Regions from separate parts of the Mus musculus genome. Here all the other regions are linked to region 2. A link is a contact called in public Hi-C data. All regions are on one chromosome and are shown on one strand. The core of a region is the stretch at or near the end of the contact, and the rest is flanking DNA. Distances in the headings are between cores, read along the strand shown.

Region 1 (2,766 bases), core at 74-2,573, 9.5 Mb after region 2:
AACAAAAGAGATTGGAATACCATACAAAAAATGCTGGGATGTTTATCCATCTGTCCCACATACTTCAAGGTGGTTTTGTTTTGTTTTGTAGATATGGCCTCAAGTAGCTCAGGCTATATCTCCCTCCCCCTCACTATATAGCCAATGACAGGTTTATGCCAGCCTGGAGATGGATCACCAGGGATTTGCACATGGTAGTCAAGTGCTAGGCAAAGATCTCCCAGTGAGCAACATCCCTAAAACTAGGGATTTCTTTTTTAATTCCATTAATTCATGAATTATTGATTTGAGCTTCCCAACAGGCAAACCTCGAGATGTAGGAGGATCACTCTTTGTTTGTTTTTCGAGACAGAGTTTCTCTGTGCAGCCCTGGCTGTCCTGGAACTCACTTTGTAGACCAGGCTGGCCTCGAACTCAGAAATCTGCCTGCCTCTGCCTCCCGAGTGCTGGGATTAAAGTCGTGTGACCATGCCCGGCTAAGAGGATCACTCTTATCTGTTTATTAATCTAGTTTTCATAAGGAGAAACGCAATTACTGGATATCTGGGCTGTTGTGAGGCCCTAAGTATCTATTCGAGTGAGTGGCTGCAATAATAAGCCTTAAAAGCCGGTGTCTAGTGAGTGCTTGCAACTTTATAAAGAAAGCCATGGTTAGGGTTGATGAGTTAGGTTAGTGACTAAAGAGGGCCACCATTAAGCCTTAAGGATCCAAGTTTGAGGTCCAGAACCAACATGGTGGAAGGAGGCAACTGATTCCAGTCGTCTTCCAACCCAAAATAAATATATAAAGACTTTTTTATTAACACCTTAATGGGGGTGGGGGTGCGGGGAGAGGACCACGAGGCCCGGTGTGGAGGTGCACTTAGAGGCAGCTGGATTTCTGAATTCGAGGCCGGCCTGGTCCACGCAGTAAATTCCAGGACAGCCAAGGATACAAAGAAACCCTGTCTCGAAGAACAAAAGACAGAAAACAAGAAACAAAACCATGAAAGATAGTCCGTTATCCAGGGCTAGAATGCCCAAGGCTGGTTCATCCAAGGTATGATGAAGGTTCACCCGCTAGGAACTGATGCTCCAGCTACTGAGCCTCCTTTAGCTGGCAGTGATATCGCTATAGGGCGCCAAAGCCACCATCCGCTCTCTGATTGGCTGAGATGGGAAAAAAAAAAGATAGTTCCTCTCATTGGCTATAAAGCAGACGCCGAGCGAACCCATTGGTTGCGTCGCCCGCGGGCCTTGGTCGGTTTCGCAAGCCGCTAGAGGCTACCGGGCGTGGGGCGGGCCGGAGCTCGCCGTTGCCGTGGTTACCCAGAGGCACGTGCGCAGTCCCGGAAGCGGCCGGGGGAAGCTGCTCCGCGCGCGCTGCCGGAGGAAGCGCCGCCGGGTCCGCTCTGCTCTGGGTCCGGCTGGGCCATGGAGTCCATGTCTGAGCTCGCGCCCCGCTGCCTCTTATTTCCTTTGCTGCTGCTGCTTCCGCTGCTGCTCCTTCCTGCCCCGAAGCTAGGCCCGAGTCCCGCCGGGGCTGAGGAGACCGACTGGGTGCGATTGCCCAGCAAATGCGAAGGTGAGGGGGCGGGGCCGCGGGGCGTAGCCAAGCCCGAGGGGCGGGAGGGGGCGGGGCCTGTGGGAAGGGTCTGGGCCTGGCAGGACCTGGGCTGGGGTCTCCTTGGCCCTGCTGTGTGCTTTGCGGCAATGCTGGGTGCTGTGACTCTCGGATAACCTGGAGATCCCTGCTTTTGGGCGAATCCGGGGGTAGTTGCTCATCAAGACTAGAGGTGGGGGTGGAGGGAAGGCTTCATACAGGAAGCCTGCTGCGAAATGAAGAGTTGGCCAGGGAAAGCATGGCGTGCAGAGGAACTCACTCCGCAGAAACCACAGAAACAGAGGCAGATGAGGAGGCCCTGCCGGCCTAGAAGCCAGAGGGCGAATTTGAGGAACTGAAAAGGTCCATATGACGTAGAAAAGGGAACCTGAAAATTTTCCCGTGGTGCTTTCACTACAACCTAATTTGTGTATGGTTTTGGCTTCTTGAGAACAGGTACTGAGTTGCAAATATTTATTGGCAGACCAAAAAAAAAAAGGGGGGGGGCTTTACATAGGATTATATGGAGGGGCGGTGAGTGTATGTGGAGAGAAGAGACTCACACTCAAAGGATCAAGAGGTCACTTTTTTGAAAGCATCGAGCGCAGAGGAGACTGAAGTGAAGGAGGTAGATTTTAAAAATCGAAGGACAAGGAACTGAGACCTCTCTTTTGCCCTGCTCATCATTGCTCAGTTTCCTCTCAGACCTTTGCAGCCATCGACCTTCTTTCTAAGTCCTCGAAGGCCCCCCTCCCCCGAGTATTCTGGATATCCATTTTATGCACCAAGCAGATGTACACAGGCCAGATGTTCCCTAAGCACTGGATGCTGGGCTGGTGGTTTGGGACACATTAATCCTCCCATTTGAGCTGTTAAATGTGTGGCGAATGGGGGCAGGGGACTCGGCTCAGTGGGTAGAGTGATTGCCAGAGGATCTGAGTTCAGATCCCCAAGACAGATATAAAAAGCCAGACGCTGCAATGTTTGTGCACCCCTGATCCCCGCACCTCCGCACCTAAAGAGATGCACAGGAGACCAGCCAGTCCAACCAAATGATCACGCTCCAGGTTCAAGTGAGAAACCTTGTCTGAAAAACAAAAGATGAAGAACAGTATCAGAAAGGAACTCTGGCCTCCATGTGCATATCCACATATCCACACACGTGTGTGCACACACACACTGTA
Region 2 (2,870 bases), core at 135-2,634:
CTTAGGCTCAGTCCCAATCCCCAGCTTCTCATTAACCAGGCATGGTGGTGTACAGTCACCCCAGCACTGGGGAGGAAGAGGCAGGAGTTCAAGATAAATTTTAGCTACATGAGACTCTTCCCCAAAATGGGTGTGAAAAGAAAGGGGTCAGGAGAGAGAAGAGGATGGCTGGAACTGGGGAAGACCAGGAGAGCCGCCAGGCCCTCAGCCACGTCCTGTAATTGTGTAACAAATGGTGTCTCCAGGGAGGGTTCCTGGAAAGGGAACAGGGTTGCAACATCATGTTAAAAATGTAGCTCTCAGGATTTCCGGTCAAAAAGTTAACTAGCTAGGAAGCTAAGTGGGGACACTTCAACAACAATGGAGGATGCTCACTAAATGTCACTCACCAAACAATGGATGCCCTTCTGCAGGAACCCTGTTAGGATAACTTTTGGGGAGTGTGTCTTTATTTACAAAAGCTCTTTAGAGGCTTGAGAGAGGTGGCTCTGCGAGGAGGGGAGTCCATGTCCCAGCACTCATGTGGCCTTAACTCCAGTTACAAGAAATCCATTGTGGGTCTGGAGAGATGGCTCAGTGGTTAAGAGCACTGACTGCTCTTCTGAAGGTCCTGAGTTCAAATCCCAGCAACCACATGGTGGCTCACAACCACCTTTAATGAGATCTGACGCCCTCGAATCTGAAGACTGCTACAGTGTACTTAGGTGTACTTAGATATAATAATAAATTTAAAAAAATTAAAAGGAAAGAAACCCATTGTCCTCTTCTGTCACACTCGCGTGGCTCAGACACAATGCACAGATAAGAAGTAAAACATGAGCCGGGCGTGGTGGCGCACACCTTTAATGCAGAGGCAGGTGGCAGAGGCAGGCGGATTTCTGAGTTCGAGGCCAGCCTGGTCTACAGAGTGAGTTCCAGGACAGCCAGGGCTATACTGAGAAACCCCGTCTCGAAAAACAAAAAACAAAGTAAAACATGGTGTGGGCGAGATCTAGACAGAGCAGGCAGATCTTAGAGTTCAAAGCTAGCCTGATTAAGTGGAGAGTTTCCGAGCGCTGGGATGAGCGGCGTAAGCAATCTGGGACTAGAACCCGGGGCCACCTTTTGGAAGGCAGCTTTCCTAACCACTATTCTACCAATATCTCAGCTTTCTTAGATATTTTTAATAGGTCACTGCAGGGTCGAGCTGGCCAGCAGAACTGGAGCAGGGGTGTCCATCCCGCAGTCCTCTCCCAGACAGCAAGGGGCCACCAGCCTTGCCTTCAGCCCTAAGACGCTCCTGAGCATTGTCCCCTAGAGTTTCACGGACGTTGGTTCTGCCCTGACGTTACCCAATCAAAAGCCTCTGCTTCTGCAGCTCAACTTCCGGGTCAAAGGAGGCGCAGCTGGCGGGTCCCCCCGGTGTCCGCCGCCTTCGCTGTCCCCCCGCGCCCGCCACTTCCGGGCCCTCGTCTTGGGCATGGAGCGTCGCGTGTGAGGCGCCGCCGGCCCCGGGGACGCCCTGCTCAGCTTGTCCTCCGCGCCACGCTCGGGTGAGCAGCGTCCGGCCCCGGCTCGCCGCCTCCCGCCCCGGCCGGCGCCGTCCGCCCGCCTCGGCGCCGCGCGCCCTGTCCTCGTCGTCCCCGCCGCTCTGGTCGCCGCGCTTCGCCGGTTCCGGGCCGCGCCCAAGAGCTGCTGCCGCACCGCTGCGGAGACGCAGCCGCCAGCTTCATCGCAGAGCGCGGCTCAGCCCGGCGTCCGCGCAGCCTCCGCCAGCCTCCGCCAGCCTCGTCTCTGCCAAACCCTCCCTCCCGGCCTCATCCTTCCCAACCTGATCCCCTCAAGCCTCATCCTCTTCCATCTTGATCTTCTAAAGCCGGATCCCCGCAAGCCTGATTCCCCTCCCAGCTTGATCCCTCAAGCCTGATCCCCAAAACTTGATCCGTCCAACTTGTTCCCTCAAGGCCTGATAGTCCAGGTTGACCCTCCTCTCAAACCTGAAATCCTAAAGCTTCATACCCCAAAGCTTGAAACCCGCAGCATGAACCTCTCCAAATGACCCTACCAGCCTGACTCTTCCAAGACTGGTCACTCCCCAAGCCTGATCCTTCACTCAGCCCTTATCCTCTGCCTCAGTTTCCACATTGTCGCATGCCAAGCTTGATACCCTCCCAGACTAAAATCATATCCTCTGTCTCATCCCTTTCCTCCCCGGATTAGCTTGAACCCCCTCAGCTTCCAGCATTCATTCCCTGCATCTTGAGCCCCACCCTTAGGATCTCGGCCTTAGGCCCATCCATCCCCTCCCCATCCACGATTTTGCCCAGCCTTTGACCTCAGCGGCCTTTTTGCTGCCTGTTACCCAGGCTCCCTCGGGAGCCCCCAGGGCAATCACCAACCTGCTTTCGAAGAGTTGGGACTGGTGCCCAGGAGGTGTGGACCACAGTCGCCAGTTCCCTGCTGGGTCCCAGGGAGACCGCACACTGAGGGACACGTCTCTTCCAAGTACAACCCAGGGCATGTTGGCAGCCCCGAGGGGCTGGGAGGCTCAGTTAGAGTCGAACCAGGTAGATAGGGTTAGGCACAGGCGGAGACTCCCGCCCGCATGGAAAGTGAGTGAGAAGAAGCCACACACATCACCGGCCCCTCCATCTTCACCGGCCCCTTCATCCTCACTGGTTCCCCAGTTCACACCAACCACTCCATCCTTGCCAGCCCCTCATCTTCCGCCAACCCCTTCATCCTTGCCAGACCCCATTTTCACCAACCCCTTCATTCTTGCCAGCCCTTCCCATCTGCCCACCTTAACAACACCACATTTGTTCTTCTAAGGTCCGTGCCCCTCGCCTGCAGCTGCCATGGAAGCTCCTTGGACCCTTTAGAAGGTGAGT
Region 3 (2,899 bases), core at 9-2,508, 9.4 Mb after region 2:
GCCCAGTCCCCTGGGCATCTGGCACCGTTTCACAAGTCCTGCGGGGAGGAAAGAATGCTCCCTCAGAAACCCAGGGCTTAATTCCCAACTACTAGTTTCAGCCTTGGAGATGAATCTGGGTAAGGCACCTGCTGCCAAGCCAGAGCTTAACCGGGGGGGGGGGGGGGGGGGGGGGGGTCTGGTGCATGGTGGGAGGAGAAAGCCAACTCCTATGGGGGTACCAACTACCAAACTGCCTCTGCTCGCACTACCTTAGTTGCTCCCAAGAGTCAGGGTTTTTTAAGATTTAGTTATGTGGCCAAGCACACTGACAACAGAAGAGGGCGTCAGATCCCATTAAAATGTGAGTCACCATGTTTGCTGGAAATTGAACCTTGATCCTCTGGAAGAGCACCGAGCCCTCTCTCCAGTCCCCCAACTCCAAGAACCAGGGTTTCTATGTATCACTCTGGGAAGGAACCTTTTCATCAAACCCAAACGACTGCCAAGTTAGAAATGCCTTTTGGATATCGGTTTATCGGTATCATCAGAACAAGCGGGTCCAGGAGGTTGTGCTGTCCTACAGTGACAAGGGAAACTTATTTCCGTTACACAAATGGACTAGGACACAGTATGAAGTTGAAATTTGGCATCCAAAAACAAAATTACTAGGCAACATTGAGTCCCACAGGTGGCAAGTGTCCAGACTCAAGTTTGTGTAGGACCCAGTCATGCCCTCGGGAAACACCTCGAGCATCAGGAAACCCTTGGGCCTCCGTCGAGTTGGGCGGCTGGACTGCCCCGGGATCGCTCCTCGATGGTCGGAGGCTGCGTCCTCGTGTCTAGGGCGATGGTGCAGGGTGAGGCGGCCGAGCCCGCATCTTCCCAGGGCTTGGGCCTCCGAGGGAGCAGAGACGCGGTGGGTTCACCGTGGGTCGCAGTGATGTGGCGTTTCTCCAGGCCCGGGACCTCCTGGCCCTTCTGTACCAGGTGCAGGAGCTCCGCCAGGGTCACCGAGGCAGGAGCTGGCTCGGCAGACGCCAGTGCACCGCTCGGACTGGAGACACCGCCACGCTGGTCCATGTCCTGCCACCAGCTCATCCCCCGGATCCGGCTGTAAGCACTTCCGGGTGGAGTGGGAGCAACCACTTCGTGAAAAGTAGAGGGGAGCTTAGTAACTTAGCCCAGGGTAGACCTTCCAAGACCCGGGCTATTTGTGCAGAAGCTGCAGCCTGGGTTAACCTCCAGCTCTCATTCCACAACATGAGATGTGCTGCGGTGGGTGAGGAGCGGGCGGGGTGGGGTGGGGGAACGAGCCAAAAAGTGAAGTTTTTGCACCCAGTGAGACAAGTGTGAGGAGGCGTGGCTGTACAAAAGCACTTCCCTTTGGCACGTGTAGATGCGGACGCAGGCTGCGCGCTCAGGGCCGGGAGGGTCGTCTTGGTAGTTTGAGTCTCGCGCTACAGTCCAGAGCGTGATTCTGTATGCTTTTCCAAGCAAGCAAGCAAGCGCTCGTCACATTTGTTAATTGTGGTACTAAGGATCAAATCCCTGGTTTTTGTTGTTGTTGTTTGGGTTTGGGTTATGTGTTGTTTGGGATTTGTAGTCAATTTTGGTTTGAGCCAAGGATTCGTCATCTCCCAATGTCTGCTGCGCTACACCTCCCAATGCTGTTCAGATTTCTGTATCAAAGCTATCCTGACAGGATGCAGTGGCTCATGCTTGTAACACCATATGCTCGGGCCATAGAGCCAGCCGAGTTACACACTGAAACATGTAAGTATATAATAAACAGCTTGATCTGGCACAGATCAAGAAATCAGTAAGTAAAGCATACTTTGCATAATGTTAAAAGCACACAGCATGTTTACCCTTCACCGGAAACAACCCCATGAAACCCAAAAAGTGGGTAAGATGGCTCAGCAGGTAGGGCTATTGAATTTTTATCCCCGTTCTCATGTTTTCAAGGTCTCCTGTAGCCAAAGCTGACCTTGAACTTGAACTCACAATATAGTCTGTGTGTGTGTGCGTGCGCGCGCGTATGCACGCGTCTGACTTCGGATCCTTGCCTTCGAAGGGCAGAAGTAGGCAGACCGCCGCATCCAGCTGGCATTTATCTGGGTTTGTGGGCATTCAAATTCTGACCCTCACACCTGCACGGCAGGCACTAACTGCTGACCATTCCCAACCGCGGCTTTGAACTCCTGGCCCTCCACCTCCGCAGTGCTGGGATTACAGGGGTCCATGTCCAGTATGTGCTGGGAATTGAATTGTATTGTATGGTGCCGGGAATGGAGCACAGGAGTTTATATGTATTAGCCAAGCACTCTACTAACTGAGAGCTCTGTCTGCAGCCCCTCTGGCACACTTTTCCTCATGTAATGCTGAACCTCTTAGGGCTTCCTTTCCTTTCCTTTCCTTTCCTTTCCTTTCCTTTCCTTTCCTTTCCTTTCCTTTCCTTTTCTGTTTTGTTTTTCAAGACAGGGTTTCTCTGTGTAGCCCTGGCTGTCCTGGAACTCACTCTGTAGACCAGGCTGGCCTCGAACTCAGAAATCCACCTGCCTCTGCCTCCCAAGTGCTGGAATTAAAGGCGGGTGCCACTACTGCCCGGGCCCCCCTTTAATTTTATTATGTGCATCTATGTCTGTGTACTACATGCATGCAGTACTGCTAAAGGCCAGAAGAGAGCAACTGAACCCTTAGTTCTGCTATCATGTCGGTGTTGGGCTTTGAATTCTCTGGTCTTCTGGAAGGACAGCCAGTGCCTGGAGGCCATTATTGAGGGTCCCCAGTGATCTCTCCTGTAGCCCCTGCAGCTGTCTCTGCATGTTCATCCAACTTCCTGGACCTGACAGAGTCAGTGCAGCAGGCTCCCTGGCCTTCTAGTTTCTGGGCCTGGTCAGGCTGGGAGAGAGTAGCA

What was found. A called contact is a pair of places that touch in the nucleus more often than the background predicts.
Region 1: a contact with region 2 is called in a Hi-C map of CD4 T cells, with 5 times the contacts expected there. The contact joins the promoter of Cnpy3 here to the promoter of Dpp9 in region 2. A contact is called at or near these places in 3 of 484 Hi-C or Micro-C datasets (CD4 T cells, CD8 T cells and rod photoreceptor).
Region 3: a contact with region 2 is called in a Hi-C map of CD8 T cells, with 16 times the contacts expected there. The contact joins the promoter of 2310039H08Rik here to the promoter of Dpp9 in region 2. A contact is called at or near these places in 1 of 39 promoter capture datasets (pre-B cells) and 4 of 484 Hi-C or Micro-C datasets (CD4 T cells, CD8 T cells, memory CD8 T cells and 1 more).

The regions. Positions count from the first base shown.
Region 1 is chr17:46,750,771-46,753,536 of GRCm38.p6, reverse strand. It overlaps Cnpy3 (canopy FGF signaling regulator 3), which reads left to right and starts at 1,323. Exons shown (of 6, transcript NM_028065.4): 1 at 1,323-1,564. The coding sequence starts at 1,414.
Region 2 is chr17:56,217,403-56,220,272 of GRCm38.p6, reverse strand. It overlaps Dpp9 (dipeptidylpeptidase 9), which reads left to right and starts at 1,384. Exons shown (of 21, transcript NM_172624.3): 1 at 1,384-1,532; 2 at 2,812-2,864.
Region 3 is chr17:46,770,994-46,773,892 of GRCm38.p6, reverse strand. 2310039H08Rik (RIKEN cDNA 2310039H08 gene) reads right to left here and starts at 1,258. Exons shown (of 1, transcript NM_025966.3): 1 at 486-1,258. The coding sequence starts at 1,080. The coding sequence ends at 736.